Regions from separate parts of the Zea mays genome. Here region 1 is linked to region 2. A link is a contact called in public Hi-C data. All regions are on one chromosome and are shown on one strand. The core of a region is the stretch at or near the end of the contact, and the rest is flanking DNA. Distances in the headings are between cores, read along the strand shown. Region 1 holds the start of LOC100191974. Region 2 holds the start of LOC100192473.

Evidence for each region. Hi-C and Micro-C count contacts between places; a contact is called where the count stands out from the background.
Region 1: a Hi-C map of leaf shows a contact between it and region 2, with 5 times the contacts expected there. The contact joins the promoter of LOC100191974 here to the promoter of LOC100192473 in region 2. A contact is called at or near these places in 18 of 25 Hi-C or Micro-C datasets (bundle sheath, ear, endosperm and 5 more) and 1 of 3 datasets of contacts at active chromatin or transcription factors (seedling).

The regions. Positions count from the first base shown.
Region 1 is chr1:228,469,203-228,474,259 of Zm-B73-REFERENCE-NAM-5.0, reverse strand. LOC100191974 reads left to right here and starts at 3,414. Exons shown (of 14, transcript NM_001137398.1): 1 at 3,414-3,808; 2 at 4,468-4,590; 3 at 4,708-4,777; 4 at 4,979-5,057. The coding sequence starts at 3,498. LOC109943508 (cytochrome b5) reads right to left here and starts at 3,202. Exons shown (of 4, transcript XM_020546725.3): 1 at 2,963-3,202; 2 at 2,728-2,831. The coding sequence starts at 2,814.
Region 2 is chr1:228,337,008-228,342,117 of Zm-B73-REFERENCE-NAM-5.0, reverse strand. It overlaps LOC100192473, which reads left to right and starts at 1,673. Exons shown (of 22, transcript NM_001137693.1): 1 at 1,673-2,032; 2 at 3,727-3,981; 3 at 4,081-4,205; 4 at 4,287-4,331; 5 at 4,574-4,655; 6 at 4,907-4,975; 7 at 5,089-5,110. The coding sequence starts at 1,817.

The DNA.
Region 1 (5,057 bases), core at 2,165-4,664, 130 kb before region 2:
CTACACCAAGACACCTCCGACGACGTACCGACGCCCATGGAGGAAGACGACCTGCAAGGAGAAGACCTGGTCGACTACGGAGCTACGCCAGAACACTTAGAGAATTAGGAAGGCAAGGTGACGAATTGGTCAGGACCAGTATGACGCTCAGCGGTGTTGGGACTGACAGTTCGATCAAAGCTAAAGGGATCACGTCCGTTGAGTCAACCATCGAGACCAAGGCCACTGCGTACCATCCTAGTAAGTGGCAAGATGCCTAAGAAAATCGATGTGATCATATCGAGTTAGTTGCTTTTGGTTCGCTCAGCTCCACCAAAAGGCAGGGGGGCATATATTGAGCACCATTTTGAGTGCGCGGACGGTCCGGCCCTGGGGCCGGACGGTCCGCGGTCCGGACAGTCCGCGCCTATGGGCCGGACGGTCCGCGCGTGCGCAGAACAGATTAGGGTTCCGAGTTTTGTGCTACGGTTGTTAGCTAAATTCGTGGGATTCGCTCGGAAATTAGTTTGTAAAGGGTCCAGCCCCCTCCTCTATAAATAGAGAGGTATACGGCCGATTTGTATCATCAATCGAATCAATACAACTTCTATTTCGCATTTTATCTTAGGAGTAGTTCTAGTTTAGCCCTAGTTTAGCCTTCCAATCCCCAAACTCTCTGTCTCTCTTCGACTCTACGTCGATTAGAGGAGTCTAGGTCGGTCTACCCGAGCCTAGACAAATCCTAGGATCTCTCCTCCCCGACGGGGTCCCTCCCGGGAGCGAGATCTAGGCACCGCCGGCGATCTCCCGCCGCCCCTGCGCACGCGCGGACCGTCCGGCCCTAGGGCGCGGACCGTCCGGCCGTCAGGCAGGGAACCCGAGCTCCTGCACCAGGCCGCGGACCGTTCGGCCCAGTGCCGCGGACCGTCCGCGCCTGACCAGAGAGCACCGCCGCCTCGCGCCAGGTCGCGGACCGTCCGGCCCTGGGCCGCGGACCGTCCGCGCCTGACCAGAGAGCACCGCCGCTGGTTCTCTTGAGTAATTGACGCCTCCAAAAAGGTGTCAACAAATCCTAACTTGTGGAAAAGGTGGAGAACAAGCCGGCACATGTAGTTAGCTTATGTCAGGAAGCTCTGCAAATGTTCAAGTCTTGTGATAATAATACGAGGGCAAGAATAGTGGTTGACTTCAAAGTAAACTAAGGGCCAAAAATCCTAATTCCAGAAATAGCATGGCCATTAAGCATTAGCTACACCGAGAATGACAAACCATTTGTCACAAACAAATGTAAGGCAAGCTACTATTTTCTTTTCTTTATTAATAAAAACAATTAAGTTCAGTAGAATTAGCACATGGTACACATTTTTCCAGCAGAATGTTTGATGATAATAATAACTTAAAAGATTCGTATATAGGAGAAAACAGGAAAAACAACAACAAAGACTTTTAGCCCAAAGCAAGTTGTTATAGGCCAGAGTTAAAAAAAAAACACAAATCAAAATTCAGGCACGTGAATAGAAGTTTTCTATTCACTCCTATTCAAGACTAAATCTTTGAATATAGTTCATTCTTTTGAGTCTCCTTTTACTACCTCTCCTCTACATAAAAAAGGTTAAGAATTTTCTAAAGGGAAAACATTGGACCTAAGAAAATATACTACTTCTAGAGTAACTTATTTTCGTGGTGCAGTGGAAACCTATATAATATATGGGCATACTAGTACATCCAAGGGCATATAATTGAAAACAGAAAAAATGGCCCACATGTAGTAAGTACACCACATGTTTATTCGGATGTGAAAATATCAACCATGAATCATCATTTATGTAGTTTATATTTTGGACTTTTTTTGAGGAATTATAGATTTACCGAATAAAAACAAGCCATATTTTTGTCTGTTTTCTCATGCATTGTTATTTCAATATACAGAAAGGTCTCAATTTAAAGCACTATCCTTGTGGTAAATTCTGAACATGCCATTCGTGTGGATTGTAATAAGCTTTTGTCCTACAGTCATCCAAGTATACAGAGCAAGATGAAGTTGATCTAAACTCTAAAGGCAGTTCCTGGTCCTCAGATCCGATCAACCTAACTGATCATTGAACATGGATTAGATCTAAAAGGTGGTTTCTGAACCTGGATTGAGTCACCCACTGATGAATAACTAGGGCTGCTATTTGACAAACCAAAACATCTTTAGTGGGTGTTTGAATGCACTAGAGATAATAATTATTGGCTAAAATTAGTTGAGACATCCAAACACCCTAGTTAATAGTTCAGCTATTAGCTATTTTTGGTAAATTGGTTAATAGTTAGGTAGTTATTTGTTAGCTAGATAATTCTACTAACAATTTTTAGCCAACTAACTATTAGTTCTTGTGCATTCAAACACCCCCAGTACGCCAGTTTAGGTTCAGCAAATGAGCAAATCTGATTCGAAATAAATGCCAGCACAACTGATTCAATTCTGCTGCTGTAAGAAGCCAAGTCTACCATCAATTATTCTCCATAAAACCTTATCAAGAACCTTATCATCGAACAGATAGCGTCGTAAGCTTTCCTTAGATCGTAAAACCTTTGCAAACAAAGAGGAAACGAAAGGGATTACCATTCCACCAACAAGAACACCAAACAATTTCACAAAACTGTATCGTACATGAAACCACCAGAGGCATGCCAACAGTTATCCAAAATCCTATGCCACCACAAAGGGGAGCCGAGGATGGGAGCAGAGCAGAAAAACTGCACCTTGCCGGCGATGATGATCCAGCAGTCCTTGGTGACGTTGTGCTTGGCGACTTCCTCGAACCCAAAGACCTTATTCTCGCTGGCCATGGCAGACTCTTACGCACCTGAGACAAAATCCCCCTCCGAAAGAGTTAGTCCTTCGCAGCCAAATTCCGAAACCGTACTGAATCGAGCCATGGAGCGTTGAAGCGGAAGCAGCTGGATTGCTAGTGGTTGGCCGATGGGCTTGGCTCACCGGGGCTTCGCCTCAAGAATCAAGATGGAGCTGGAGGCCGTCGGGAAGGTCAGCCGTGAGCTGTCAGCGTGTGTCGCGCTCGCGAACGGGATGCGGAATCACGCGATCTGGACAGCTTCCGCCCTCGGTGGCCTGGCCCCGATATGGCGGCATTTGAGCCCGGTGCGTCCCATCCCATTCCCCTGGACCCCATCCGTCTGCACGCTGCAGTCTGCACCGCACACGGCTCTAGTGTGTGGCGTTCCAAAATGCCCCTCGACGAGAGCCAGCTGCTGGACAGGGCCTTTTTTCCATCCCGTGCTGGACTTCCAGGCCCGGCTCGGCCCATAATGCTATGAGAGGTTGTCACTGCGTTGACACGTAAGCTTTCCCCCTCCCCTTCCGCTGACGCGACGCCCACCTCGGCGGCTCGGCCCGCGCTGGTTTCCGTCCGTTCATTGCGGTGCGGAGAGCCGGAGACAGACCACCGGGCCGTGCGGGCGCTCGCGGCTCCGCTCCCAGATCCCGCCGCGCGGGCAAGCTTCGAGGAGTGACCATGCAGGAGCCCACGGAGACCAGGCCAGCTGGTGCGGAGGATCTCGCGAACGGCGCGCGAGACGGGGAGGGACCTCCGCCGCAGGTTGAGGAGGAGGAAGTGGAGGAGGAGCCGCCGCGATCGGCGACGGCAAAGCAGGAGGAGGCGACGGCGGCGCTGGGGTCGGAGGGGTCCCGCCCGTTCACTATGCGGGAGCTCCTCGGCGAGCTCAAAGAGGATGGCGAGACGGCTGCTGGCGGCAGCAGCGCGAGATCTGCGTTCGGCGATGGGAACAGGGTCGGATCCGATGATGCCGAGGGCTCGTTCTACAGGTTTGTGCTCATTCGCGTCATTTAGATCTCACTACGTGTACTGGATCACTGTGGCTTGTTAGGTTTGCGACATTGCATTTTTAGCAGCACTTCGTGTCGGATGTGTTGGCTACGTGAATTAAGCAGCTGCGGCTTAATTTTGATGGTTTAGCTGCTGTCTTAGTGGAGCTGTATCGTCATATTTTGAGCTGTGAATGCTGGTTGCATTAGAATGGTTATATACAAGCACAATTGTTGAGCTGTGAATGCTGGTTGCATTAGAATGGTTATGTGCAAGCACAATTGTTACCATGGATTGTGGTATTTTGGTGATCTTTCTTCAACAAAGAAAAAAATTGGTGTTAATGCGAACCTACTACACCTCATCTTCTGGTAGGATAGGATTGTTATATTATTAGGTATGGATATGGAAGCACCTTTCTTCTTGTGAAAAGCTGTGAAAAATCTCTCCCGCCATTATAATGAATAATGGGTATCAGATGGTTGTTACCTGTTGGTATATTAATCATTGTATCTGCTTAAATTCTGTAATTCTGTACACGATTAGTTCACAGCTGCTGCAACGTAACTAGTTCACATTTATTTTATTGGCTTATGCACAAATTCCTACTGAAATGGCCCAAACAGTAACTTTTATTGATTTCTTCAATTTATTTCAGCCAAGATAGCACACAACAGTTTTCATCCCACCATGATGTGGCGATGGACTTGATAAATAGTGTAACTGGAGTTGATGAGGAAGGGCATTCTCGCCAAAGGATTCTTTCTTTTGCTGCCAAAAGGTTTGCTTAGCTTGCCTGATTAAAGTTTTTGTGTTGCTACAATTAGCTTGCATATTATATAGTTCTTTCTGTCTCTATATTACTTGTTACTGCCATGTTTAAGGTTCTGTTATGCAGGTATGTAAATGCAATTGAAAGAAATCCTAATGACCCTGATGCATATTATAATTGGGCTCTAGTCCTCCAGGTATACATGTGCATTCCTTTTGTACCTCCCTTTTTCCTACTATGATGGTCTTTTATACATGTTAATATATAGTGAACACGTAGCTGTGATCAACCATGATTGAATGCTGTTGTTTATAGCATGCACGTTACATATACACTGCAAAATTGCTATTTGGATTTAAGCGAGTCTGTATCTTATTCTTTTGAAATGTTATTTCAGGAGAGTGCAGACAATGTGGATCCCAATTCTAGCTCCTCTAAAGATGCATTGCTTGAGGAGGCTTGCAAAAAGTATGCTG
Region 2 (5,110 bases), core at 424-2,923:
GTTGTCACTAATTACCAAAACACCACTAAGGGGCCTAGATGATTCACAATCTCCCCTTTTTGGTAATTGATGACAACACTGCATATTTTTATAGAAAAGTAAATTTTGTTTTTCAAACCTTCCTTACATACTGGGGCGTCACTGCGAGCTCCCCCCGATTGCCATCTTCCCCCTGATCCCATCTTTATTTCTCTCCCCCTTTGGTATCAATTTCCACAAAGGGGTGTCACTGCACACCAGGTGGGGGACACGGATACATACTGTAGTAGTGGGAGCTGAAGCTGTCAAAGATGTAGGTGAACTGACTAAGCCATTCTGAAGTTGTTGCCGCCTCTTATTCAGTGAATGAATGTTGTTACTGGTAGACAGAGTCTCGAATTGAGTAGACATAGCACCTATATTGTCTCAAAAGCTTTGTTGCATGTTGTTTATTCCGCTCATAATGAGATCATGCATAGTATCTTGAATATGAGTGCGAAGATCAACAAACTGTGAATGGACCCCATCCAGCTGGGTGTCAACATTGGAGAATTTATTGTGTAGAACAGAATATTGGCCACCGCATAGCATCAAAGCGGCCATCCACATGTGTCATCATGCTCTGAAATCGTCTATCCATATGAGTCTAGAGTCCATGCCACATCTGCTAAAAATACGAATCAAAATAACCATGTGCGAGCCGCCAGTACTGTCCTTGCTGATGAGGAGGTGGAGAAGGTGGCATCTGTTGAGCTGGATGTGCCTCAGGCTAAGTGGCGAAGTCATCTGTAGGAACTCCCTCATCATCAGGAAAAGGGGTGAGAGACCAAGTGAGAAAACCAATCTCACAATCTCAACATAAGTTGATAATAGGATTTATAATGAATTTCGTGTAGTATCCAACTTCTTAAAATCCATAGGGAACCAAACACCACCTTAGTTCTAAAGATAATGTGCCATCCAAACTTTTGAAGTGGACAAATGTGTAAATGTGTATAATAAATAGTTTTTTATTAATCATAGAATATGTTTTTATAATATATCTATTTAGACTTATAAATACTAATATATTTTACCAACTAATTTAAATATATTTTATTCAAAATCTGAATCTAAGGTTTTTTTATCACAGTAGCTAAAATAAAACTGACTAAAGTTTAGTCATTTAGAAGTTAAAGATTTAAACAGAAAGAGTTAAAACGACTAAAATATAGATCTTTAGATCTAAGTGACTAGTGAATTTTATTTTAGCTATTGGATACCATAAAGTTACATCTTTTTTGACGTAAGTCATTCTCGTTAAAGAACATTCGCTTCCTAAATTGAACTAACGCTGACAAATCGTACAACTGCTTTCCTCAGACAATCCCAATCTATGATCAGCATCGGAGGCGGCGACACGCGCCTCTCTTGAAGTCTCCCGCGTTGTGCCCCTCTGGCCTCTGCTAACAGGACCCATCAGTACAGGAGCCCACTTGTCAGGAGCCATACTTTCTGAGTTTCTGTCTACCAGCACATCGCCGCAAGTCGGTCCCGCACCGCACCTCTTGCCTCGCCCCCGCGGCCCCGCCACGTCACCGACGAAATAATTAATTTCAGCCCTTTTTACGACCTCGTTTCCCAAACGTCCTTCCGTTCGCTATCTCCTCTTCTTCCTCCCTGGCTCCCTCCCTCCTCCCCTCTCCCCTGTCCCCTCTCTCTTTCTCACCGTCCACGCGCGACTGCGCGGGACACTGGTCAACGCCCCGGTGGCAGGCGGCTCCGTTGGGGGGTGAGTCTAGCTCCGTCTGTTGCGCCGGAATAACGCGGCGGGTGCTACCTCCGGCCCTCGGGTTCCATGGGGAGGAACGGTAGCGTGAGGCGCTCGGCGTTTTCGGGCGCCGCGGGTGCTGCCGCGGGGCCGCCGTCCTTCTCTGTGAATCCCGCCGACTACCGGTTGATGGAGGAGGTGGGGTACGGTGCGCACGCCGTCGTGTACCGCGCGATCTTCCTCCCGACTAAGGGTGTTGTCGCGGTCAAGTGCCTGGATCTCGATCAGCTCAATAACAACATCGTGAGCTCCCGTGACGCACTTCTCCCTCATGTAATCCGTTGGGTTTTCTTCGGTGCTCTGCCAGCGGGTGCCGTCTGCTGTTTAATCTAGCGTGAGATCCGTTGGTCGACTGCAGTTGATTTTACTCTTGATTTGGTGGCTTGGAAATCGGGGCTGAGTTTTGATCCGTGTAACCCTTACCAGATCAATTCGGATCTTGCTTTGACATCACATTTACTTGGTCTGCCACTAGTCATTGCTTAGTCTTAAGGCTCAGTTGAAAAGACCAACGGAGGCATGTACCTGCATTTTAGCACTTTTAAGGCAATTATTGTTTTGCACGGTATATTGTAGGCGTGGGCGGTTGTGATGGAGAGTTCAAATGTTTTCTCGGGACTCTTGTACTTGGGTGCTTGTCACCTTGGGAGTTTTCATCGACTAAAAACTGCTAGAGTTCCATGCCAGTTTAGCAGTCCTATAGATAGACCACAGATAACTTGCAGTTTTTTTTTAAAAAAAATGATAAATACTCATTATCTTTTTTTTGTAGAGGCGATTCGCCATTTGTTTTTTTAACCATTCTTTCTTCAGTTTCTGGTATTTTTATCATTCTACTAGATTTCACATGGCATCATTTTCTGCGCTGCACATTGGACTAAGGAAAATTTAAGACTATTTAGACAGTGATTCTATTATCTTTTGACCTTGTAGCATGTACATTTTATTGATACGATCAACTGATGATGATAAGCTAGCATGATATGGTATAAAGCATAGATTGTTCTACTTGATATCTGGGATCACTGTTTATTGTTGAGGCTGTGTATCTAAGAACTGGTTGGATGCTTGTTTAAGCACAGATTTTCTAGTTTTGTTCCATCCAAAGTTTTCATTTTTTGGGGTTAGTAGCAGATCACATTGGTCCAACTCATCCTAAATAGAATGATAGTACTGTACATTTGGGGCTCAATAGACGTCTTGTAACATAATTTCAAAATCCAAAACTTGTAAAGTCCATCTGAAAGCATCTTTTTATGCTATTGCCTTCTATTTTTAGCTATTACTTCCTCCATTTCAAATTATAAAATGTTTTGGCATTTTTAGGTACATAACTTTTGCTATGCACTTAGGTATACACTATGTCTATATACATGGTAAAAGGAATGTATCTAAAAAAGACAAATGTCTTATAATTTAGAACGAGGGGAGTAGTTTACTGAAATATTAGATGGACCTGTTCCTTTTGCTAGTACTGACTGGTTTCTTCTCAACACTCCATTCACTGGTGGGCTGGCAGGCCATGGGTCCGTTGCCAATAGAAGCCAGTGACTTCATGTTCACACACCGTACCGATCATGATCCACCAATAATGTGTCACAATTCTCCATGTTATCCACCTTTTGTGGTTGTTGCTATTCTTATTCATCTCTAGCAGCTTGTGCTAGTTTTTTTTTGGGCATTTTTGTGTTTGTTTTTGAAACTTTTGCTGTGGTAATGTAATTGTAACATAGCTTTGAAGTGGCATCCTCCCTGCTCCCTAATCCACTGTAAAGCAGAAACACTATCAACTAGGTTTCAGAATGCCAAAGTTGTGAACACTTTTCTAAGGCTGGATGAGTGACATGTCTTCCCTGCTTGGTGTCAATTAACTCTTCCTTTTTCCTTATGGAAGTCATAAATGAATTTTGTTCTTACCACTGTTACATTATTTGTAGGATGAAATACAAAGGGAGGCTCAAATAATGAGCTTGATAGACCATCCTAATGTCATCAGGGCTTACTGCTCATTTGTTGTGGAGCACAGCCTCTGGGTGATAATGCCATTCATGACAGAGGGTTCTTGTTTACACTTAATGAAGATCTCATACCAGGAAGGTTTTGATGAGCCGATCATTGGCTCCATTCTCAAGGAAACTCTTAAGGCTCTGGATTACCTTCACCGGCAGGGTCAAATACATCGTGATGTCAAGGTTAGCATTTGTAGAATATTTTTTAGATAGAAACTGTAATCATTTGATGTATTTATTAGTCATTGTTGTTTATTTTTTGCTCGATTCGGCACTGTACAGGCTGGTAATATCCTTATCGATGGTGCTGGGGTAGTGAAGCTTGGAGACTTTGGTGTTTCTGCTTGTATGTTTGATAGAGGTGATAGGCAAAGATCTAGGAATACATTTGTAGGAACACCATGCTGGTAACTTCTTAACCAAATTTCTATATTTGTATAACTAGATCCTTTTTTTACATGTTTTTCTTTTTCAAATTTTCTACGTAGGATGGCTCCAGAAGTGCTCCAACCTGGCACTGGATATAATTTCAAGTATGTTAACTGTGTATATATCTGAAATTTATTTCCACGTAAGACATGCCAGGATTTATCCTAGAAATCGAGATTGATGCCTAAAGTTCACCTTTCTCCGTGAATTGCTTTATATATGGCCTTCCTCTTGCATTCTATCTAAACAGATTTTGTGTTTTCTTTTTTCATAGCTGTTTGCTTGGCATTTTGTATGTCGATTGGTAAGCAGTATGATATTCACACCCATTCTCATTTTTGTACAGAGCTGACATATGGTCATTTGGAATCACTGCTCTTGAACTAGCACATGGCCATGCTCCATTTTCTAAATACCCTCCTATGAAGGTAATGTTTTGGCCTGCACATTTGGTTCTGAATTTTTATTGTTGTGCTAGTAGCTGTTTTAATCAATATTCCAAATACCCTGCAACACGTAGCACATTGCACTAAGTCTTCAAATCTTACCAGTTACTTGTTAACCCTGTATGACCCAGCTCATAATCTAACTGGTGGTAGATGGTCTCATGAGATCATCTAGTGATTACCTACCTAACAACACAGGCAATCCTATATATTAAACTTGTACTTGGCTGTAGGTTCTTCTCATGACCCTCCAGAATGCACCACCTGGTCTTGATTATGAACGTGACAAAAGATTCTCAAAGGTAGTACCTATTCTTTCAGTTGATTTATCGTTATGAACCATTTATGCGGTTAGCTACAATAGACTGCATTCTAGTGTTTACCTATCTAAGTAGGCATTTTCAGTTGTGACCAGTCATTTAAAGAAATGGTTGCAA